Regions from separate parts of the Mus musculus genome. Here region 1 is linked to region 2. Evidence: chromatin contacts called from public HiChIP or PLAC-seq data. All regions are on one chromosome and are shown on one strand. Each heading gives the region's core, a stretch centred on a gene start, on an enhancer-like site or on the middle of the called end of the contact. The rest is flanking DNA. Distances are from core to core; before and after follow the strand shown. Region 1 holds the start of Exd2 (exonuclease 3'-5' domain containing 2). Region 2 overlaps Actn1 (actinin, alpha 1).

Region 1 (3,906 bases), core at 1,304-3,803, 240 kb before region 2:
TGGCCAAAGACGTCTCATCCCCAAACAACTGAGTCTGTTGCCAAGACTATGGGTTGCTCTCCAGAAACTAACTCCAAAGCCCCACTGCTGAACTCACTGAACATGGAGAAACAAGCTAGCGCCCACGTAGAGCCTTCACCCCTATGGTTTAGTGCCTTTGGTACAGGAAGGAAAGTACTCTACATGCCACCAAAAGAGAAACATCAAGCCAGCCACAAATCCTCTGATCTACAGTGGCGTCCTGCCTCCAAAATATGCTAGGGCAGTGGTGACAACAAAGCTCATGGAATAACTGACCAACATCTCATCTGACTTAAAGCTCCCTCTCTGAGATGGAACCTATACCCAACATTGCTTGTGGTGACCAACAGCAAGAAACTAGATAATCCAGGGACCTGGGTGAGAACAAATACCACTCTTCATAAAGGGGGAGGCAGTAAAATGACTCCTAATGACATACTGCTATACTCCTAGATCAGTTCAGCTTTTATCAAGAGTTTTCTCCTGTAGCAGAATGTGAATACTGAGACCCACAGCTGGACACTGTGCAGAGTGACTGTGATGGTTTGTATATTCTTGGGCCAGGGAATGGCACCATTTGGAGGTGTGGCCTTGTTGGAATAGATGGGTCACTGTGGGCGTGGGCTTAAGATCCTCACCCTAGTTGCCTGGAAGTCAGTCTTCCACTAGCAGCCTTTGGATGAAGACATAGAACTCTAAGCTCTGCCTGCACCATGCCTGCCTGGATACTGCCATGCTCCTACCTTGATGATAATGGACTTAACCTCTGAACCTGTAAGCCAGCCCCAATCAAATGTTGTTTTTATAAGACTTGCCTTGGTCATGGTGTCTGTTCACAGCAGTAAAACCCTAACTAAGACAGTGACAAACCTCGAACACTCAGCTCTAAATGTGGTGCCTCCCATCAAACCCTTCCCCTCAGGGCTTAGGGACCCCACACCCCAAAGAGGAGGTGGAAAGAGTGTAAGAGCCACAGGGGATGAAGGACACTAAAAAACAAGACCCTCTACATGAACTCAACAAAGCTCATAGGAACTCATGAGAGGCTGGGGCTTCATGCCCAGGGCCCACGCAGGAGTTCAACAGGTCCTCCACTAAGTTACAGCTTCCAGTTTAGTGTTTTTATGGGATCCCTGAGGATTCAAACAAGCAGGTCTCTGACTCGTATGTCTTCTCTTGGTGTCTTTGCTGTTTGTCTTGTCCAATTTTGATTTGATGGTTTTATTTAGCTTATATTTTATTTTGTTCGATTTTATTATAACCCCTTAGAAGCCTGTTTGTTTTCTAATTGAGACAGAAAGGGAGTGGATTCGGATGGGAAGGGAGGTGGGGAGGAACTGGAAGGGGTGGAGGAAGTGGATACCACAGTCGGAATATATTATGTGAAGAGAAAAAGATGTATTTTCAACAAAATAATTCAACAGCACCAGCTACTTTTCCAGAGGACGCAAATTCAGCTCCTAGCACACTCCCTCCCACCAGGCAGCTCACAGGCGGCTGCAACTCCGGCTCCAAATAACGCACACACATAAACAAAAATAAATCTTGACTTAATCCCAGCACTTGGCAGAGGCCAACAGATCCCTGAGTTCCAGGCCAGAAAGGGCTACATAGCGAGAGACCCTCCCCCTCCCCACTACTCCAGTTCTTTAAAAAAGAAAAAAAAAAAAAGAAAAAAAGAAAAAAAAGTTACTAAAAACAAAACAGTTCTGTGTTTCTAAGGAATGGTTACATAAGGGAATTTGCGTCCAATCGTGTACCAAAGCTTATAAATACTTGAGTTGTCTGAATTTTGGTGAACAGCTGTCCATTTTTAATAAATAAGATTTAAAGTTCTAGTTTGATCTGCCCCGCCAAAAAAAAAAAGCCAAAGCCAAAGGTGAAAAGCCAAAGCCAGAGGTGGTGCCCAGCAAATCGACGGGCGGCGAGCGATGTGGCCCCGCAGGTCCCGGGTGGGGCGGGTCCCCCGAAGCCCGGAGGAACCCCGGCGGGGGCTGCTTTTTAACTGACGAGGTCAGAAAGCCTTGAAGGGTTGGTGGATGCTCCTGACGAGGAGACGGGCGGATGGAAAGGGGCGGCCCGGGAAGGCTTGGGGACCAATGGCGGGACGAGTCCTCCCCGAACCTGAGGGCTCAACCGCCCACACCGAGAGTGAGGGGCCAAGAGGCCGCGCCTCAGGGCGGGGAGAGGGGCAGTGCCAACAACGCCTGGGCACCTCTGCAGCCCAACAGTCGCCCACGCGCAAAGTGGTCCCTTCAGCATCACCACCCTCTCGAGCCGCGCTGGAAACCCCTCTGCCTGCCACACAACCCCAGAGAGGACTTTGCCAACCCGAGCTTCCCTTACCTGCGGCCTCCAGCCTCGACCGAACACCTGCGGCACCCCACGCTGACAAGCTGGAACCCCCGCGGCGGTCTGGGCGCACCCACCCGGATGCATAAAAGCCGTAGCCACTTCCGGCCCAGTGGCTGGCCAGGAGGATACAACCCCCGTGGTGTGTGCCTATGGGCCGCGCCATTTTGTACGGAAGCCGCTAGGGCAGCATTTCCTCCCCAGGTTCTCGGTTAAAGGATGGGGAAGGAGGGTTATAATTGCGAAGACTTAATGTCTTCAGAAAAGTGGTGTTTTCTGAGATGCCGCTTCGTCTTTTGGTTTTGGCTTTGAAGGAAGAAGCCTATTGAACTTTCGCTCACAAATGCAACACAGGACATTTTTTCTCTTTTACCCAGGGTAGCGTTTCTCCACTACATTAATTTTCTTATTTTTTTTCCATTTTTTTATTAGGTATTTAGCTCATTTACATTTCCAATGCTATACCAAAAGTCCCCCATACCCACCCACCCCCATTAATTTTCTTATATTCGAGCGGGAAAATAAGGAAACTGTTTACAGAATGTGCTCTTCATTCGCGTTATATATTATAGCCATTAATCTCTCTCTCTCTCTCTCTCTCTCTCTCTCTCTCTCTCTCTCTCTCTCTCTCTCTCTCTCTCTCTCTCTCTCCCTCTCTCTCTCTCTCTCTCTCTCTCTCTCTCTCTCTCTCTCTCTCTCCCCTCTCCCCATCTCCCTCTCTCTCCCTCCCTCTCCCTCTCTCCCTCTCCCCTCTCGTACATGTCTGAAGATGCCAGAAGAGGGCGTTGAGCCCCTGGAAAAGATTTATAGAGCCGGCGTGGATTTCTGAGTTCGAGGCCAGCCTGGTCTACAGAGTGAGTTCCAGAACAGCCAGAGCTACACAGAGAAACCCTGTCTCAAAAAACCAAAAAAAAAAAAAAGAAAGAAAGAAAAGAAAAGGAAAAAAAATTATAGAAAGTGTTGAGCTATTGTGTGGGGGCTGTTAATTGAACCTGGGTCCTCCAGAAGAGCAACCAGTGCTCTTTACTGTTGTCATCTCTCCTGGTCCCTATATCCTCATAACAACCACAATATTGTCTATATATGAAACCATTCATTCAGGATTGATTTTTTTTTTAAGGGGGTTAAAGCAGGGTGTTGTGTAGCACAATCTGGCTCTCAACTCTCAAAATGTGAGCAAAGGTGACCTTAGATTCCTGATCTTCCAGCTTCCATCTCCCAAGTGTTAGGATTACAGGCAGGCTTGGGCCACCACACCCCGTTTATGCAGTGGTGGGGATCTAGACCTCAGGCTACAATGATAAATTTGAGGTAAGCCTGGGTTACACGAAACGCTATCTCAAAAAGGAAGGAGTTTTGTTTTGTTTATAAATTTTCATCTTTTTCTGTCCACTCAAGAAGCTTAGAGGCTGGTTGGAAACATCCACAGTAGCACTTGAGCACACACACATACAATGTGAGAAGTGAGAGGACATCTTTTGAAGATACAGAAATTTGAGGGAAATGCCCATAATAATTTTAGAACTCTATAAA
Region 2 (4,256 bases), core at 1,678-4,177:
CATCTCTCTAGCCCTTAATATTTTATTCTTTATTTGTTCATATGTGTGTGTGTGTGTGTGTGTGTGTGTGTGTGTGCTCACGCACATGTGCTCAAGGCATATTGGATCCTCTTGATCTGGAGATCCAGGCAGTTGTGAGCTATCTGGTGTGTGCGCTGGGGATCGAACACAGGTCCTCTATAAGGTCAGTGTGCACTTTTAAATGCTGAGCCATCTTTCCAGCCCAAGATTAATTTTAAGTGTTTGTGTGTGGTATATGCATGTGAGTACAGGTGGCCAAAGAAGCCAGAAGAGGAGGGCCGATCCCCTGAGGGAGAGTTGCAGACAGTTGTGAGCTGCTAGAAACTGAGCTTAGGTTCAATGCAAGAGTAGAATAAGCCCTTAATTGCTGAGCCTCCTCTCCAGCCCAGTTGTCCACCACCCCCACCTCCACACACACATCCTTGTGAATGCATTACCTAGTGGTGTGATGGCTCACTGCCACTGCCCAGTGTCACAAGAAGATGATACTGAAAATCACTGGCCTGGGGAATGATCAAGGTTCAGAATTCCAATATGGTTTCCGCCGAATGCAGAACTCCCGGAAAGATGAAAACCTGTTAAGTCCAGTCATAGGATGGCATCAGCCTCTGTCCTGAGTGGATGCCCAGAGATGGCAGGAAGGCAGAGGAAATTCGTGATCTGGGACCAGCATTTGGGACATCCTATGCTGTCTCTTTGCTAGCTATGTTACTTAACCCTCCAGAGTGTCAATGTTTCCATCTCTAAAATGGGGGGAGTCAAAGCAACCTACCTCTTAATAAATGTAATAAAACCAGTAAGTGTGACCCCCCGGTATAATGTGCCGACTAAATAAGGGCCAGCTGACCTTGATATGTCCCCTGCACTAGCTGGGGGAAGGCTGGGGAGAACTCTGCGGGAAGGCGGGGCCTCTGCTTCTCCTGGGTCTGTTTTAGGCCAGGATCCTTGGCTGGGCTGCTTTAGAGGTAGAGGGGACAGGTGGCAGGTAGGCAGGCTCTGGTGTATAAAGGGAATTGTCCCTGGGCAGAGAGGAGTTACTAAACTCTGGCATGGGGCTAGCTGTGTGCTCTCAACTGGGATTGTGTGAGATGGTCCCAGAGTGCTTTGGGCTTCATTCCAATGTGCTGTGTGAGCTCTGATCTTGAACATCCTTCCTTCCCTCCAGCGCCAGGCATTTGGGGGAGAATGCCAGCTTCTCTGGTTACTATGTTACTGTTTCATTGGTGGCCTCTGCTTTTTTTTTTCCCTAGGTGGCAGCTCCAGAGCTTCTGTGTTCCACCTCCATGCCTCCCCGTGTCCATCTCTCCTCTTTGCATTCCTGTGCAGGTCCTTATCCAGGCTCTGGGATGTGAATAGGCGACAAAGTTCCCACAGGAGAGAGGCTCTGCAGCAGACATAGGGTGTTTGGAAGAGAGTTGGCATGTTAGCAGCTGTGTCTTCCAGTCTCAGTTTCTCTTCCAACCCCCTTTCCTTTTTTTTTTTGTGTATGTGTTCATGTGGTGGTTGCACACATGCATATGGGCTTGATGTCTGGTGTCTACTTAGTTGTTCAAACCGAACCTAGAGCTCCCAGATTCATCCAGGGAACTAGGGTGCCACTCGTCTCTGCTTCCATAGCACAGGGGTTACCGTCATGTGTCACCACCCCAGGTTTTTTACGTGGGTGCTGGGAATTCTTGGGCAGCAAGCGCCTTACTCGTTGAAGCCTCTCCCTAGGCCCCAGTTTCTTCACCAGTAGAGACAGACAGGGATGTGTGCCCTGTGGGGACCTTGTTAGAACTAAACCAGCATGTCGGATGTAGACCACCTGGGCTGGTGTCTTGTACCTGGTGAGCGCGTGTAGATAGGTGTGAAGATAGTGGGATGAATCGAACTGTGTTTTAGCCTTCTTTGCGAAGGCCGGGAGCCCCGACTTCTTGTGTATGTCTTTAGCCCACAGTTGTCCAAGCTTGCTTGGTTACAGGGTTTGCCTGGAGTGCCTGTTATAATACTAATTTGTGGGCCCCACCCTAGGGCTCCTGAACTAGAGTGGCATTTGTCAGGGTGGGATTTCTGACAGCATTTGATATAATGGGGCTAATTTGAGAAATGTGATTTTTTTTTTCTCTTTAGCTCACTCTCCCTGAATAATTGATCTTAACCAGATGCAGCGCATTGATAGGAGGCAGAGAGGAATCCTCTGAAAGTGGGGGACATTGTAGAGGGAAACCTGATCACCAGCGGTGGACCCAGAATTAGAACTCGGGGCTTCTGATGCCATGTGTCCATGTTCCTGCAAATATTCCTTTAAAGGATGGAGAAGTGAGGGGTGACTCTCTCAGGCCATCTTAGGGGCCTGTAAAGAGCAGCTGAGGTGACAGATGATGAGGTGGAGCCCCAGGTGTGCCTTCTGAAAATTAAGACCCAGGTGAGCCTGGCAGGCCTTGGGCTTTGTCCCAGAGCCATTGAGAATCAATAGGTGCTGGGATGTAAAAGGATGGGAAGGCGTGTTTTACGTGGCATGGGCTAGGTAGGGTGGGCAGGGCTGCAATTCCTGCCGAGGCTGTTGAGGAAGTCCCATGGATACATAGTGTCCCTTTGTCCATCTTGATTGGTCTGGAGAGCCTTGTAGAAGCATGGGCAAGGTTGGCTCCCCAACTCAGATGGGAATGTGCGTAGCTGCTTGCAGCCAGTCATGCCGGCTGGTTGGCCCAGTGCCTGGGAGGTGATCTTTAGGCTTTCTACACCCCCGGTTTACCAGGGGGCTCTCACGGCTCACAGGGTGGTTTGCCTGAGTGTTGGTTAGTTGTAGGAGTACGGCTGGGCATAGCGACTCTGCCACCTTCCCCTTCCCTCCCTGTGGGCTCAGCTCAGATGTGATGCCTGGTGGGGTAGGGGTGGTCTCTGAACTCCCCTGCCTGGAGTGTGTCTAGGCCCCACCCACTTATCTGCATTCACCAGCTGGGTTTGAGCTACCTTGTCTTAGGTCACCCCTTTGTCTACATCTGCTTGCAGCAGCATGAAGTCTCTTTGCCAGATGAAGGTGTCCTTGTGTGCTAACCCACACCCACATCTCACACCCACCTCGCCGCCCTTTTATTTATTTCAGCTGAAATCCGATCAGAGATTGTGAGTGGCTTCCATTGTTCTCAGGGAGAATAATCTCGATGTTCTGTGGGCACCCAGGTTCCAGGGCCTCTGGCACTGTGCTCACCTCTGGTGCTAGCCACAGGGGCTATGTTTGTTTCTTTTTGTTTTTTTGAGTTGGCTTCTGCCCTACCTAGAGCCTTGGTTGTTCTGTTTCTTCTGCTTGAACGGCCACTCCCCGTACCTTGCAGCATATGCATGCAGCTCAGTTCTCACTGGCGATGTAATACGAATAGCTTTTATTATCAGCCCCCTCCCCCTTAGCTATAATCTGGAGCGCCTCTTTTGCAAACTTTTCACCTAAGTAGCACTCTTTAGAACAGGGGTCAGGTCAGAACCCAGCCACGAGCTCATGCTTCTGGCATTTCCTACATAGGCACTTCGCTTGCCCTGTGCTTTCGTCCCCTGTGGAAACTCTAGGTTCCGTGACCTAGGAACTGGTTTTATTCACTTACAGTATCAGTACTCACTGAGAACGAACGCATGAACAAGTGAATGAATGAATGAGTCAGCTCCAACTCCCTGAGGGAGGTGGGGAGAGAATGGGGTTGATCAGAAGGATATGTGTTGGCCTGCTTCCAGAGAGGCTGCTGACAGGGGGCCAGCCCAAGCCCAAACAGGGCGTTGCTCACACCCTGGCCTCCACACTGCCTGCCGGCTTGGCTGCCTCTTTAATTATTCATTGTCTTTCTCAATGGGCTTTGTGTTCAGAAGCCAAGAGTCAAGAATTCAAACCCACTTTCTACCGTCCCAAAACTGAGCCTTAGAAGAGAACCCTGCCCGACCTGACCCATTCCGCATCCCCAGGGAGCCACAGGGCCAGCGCCCCCCTTCTGGCTGGATCTGAACATTGGAGGTGATTTTTCGGTCTGTGTCCTGAGCTGCCCTTTAGCTTCCCTCTTCTGTCTGGGACCGGGGACAACTAAAAAGGTCTTCACGTTACTGTATACCCCAATCTACCTACAGGGTGGCAGGCAGAGCTGGGTGGTCACACTGTGTCTTTACGGCTAGCTGGCTTTCCTAGAAGAGCCTGAGCTATCCCACGAACCACAGTAAAGGTCTTAGTTCAGCTGGTGCTGTAGAGGTTGCCGCTGCCTCTCACCCCATCT

The links. HiChIP or PLAC-seq counts read pairs in DNA pulled down with a chosen protein or histone mark.
Region 1: an H3K27ac HiChIP or PLAC-seq map of embryonic stem cells shows a contact between it and region 2, with 15 read pairs. The contact joins the promoter of Exd2 here to the enhancer-like site in region 2. A contact is called at or near these places in 1 of 484 Hi-C or Micro-C datasets (granulocyte-monocyte progenitors), 4 of 115 datasets of contacts at active chromatin or transcription factors (embryonic stem cells, memory CD8 T cells, pancreatic cancer cells and 1 more) and 2 of 9 other capture datasets (liver and pancreatic islet).

The regions. Positions count from the first base shown.
Region 1 is chr12:80,461,742-80,465,647 of GRCm38.p6, reverse strand. Exd2 (exonuclease 3'-5' domain containing 2) reads right to left here and starts at 2,553. Exons shown (of 9, transcript NM_133798.3): 1 at 2,368-2,553.
Region 2 is chr12:80,223,207-80,227,462 of GRCm38.p6, reverse strand. The region is part of intron 1 of Actn1 (actinin, alpha 1); the gene reads left to right. Among named protein-coding and RNA genes, the nearest start is that of Actn1, 35 kb to the left of the region's middle. Within about 2 kb of position 2,927, at least 21 of the 459 cell types and tissues checked have an H3K27ac peak or open chromatin away from gene starts, as enhancers often do. A contact at or near this core is called in embryonic stem cells, where this site is marked.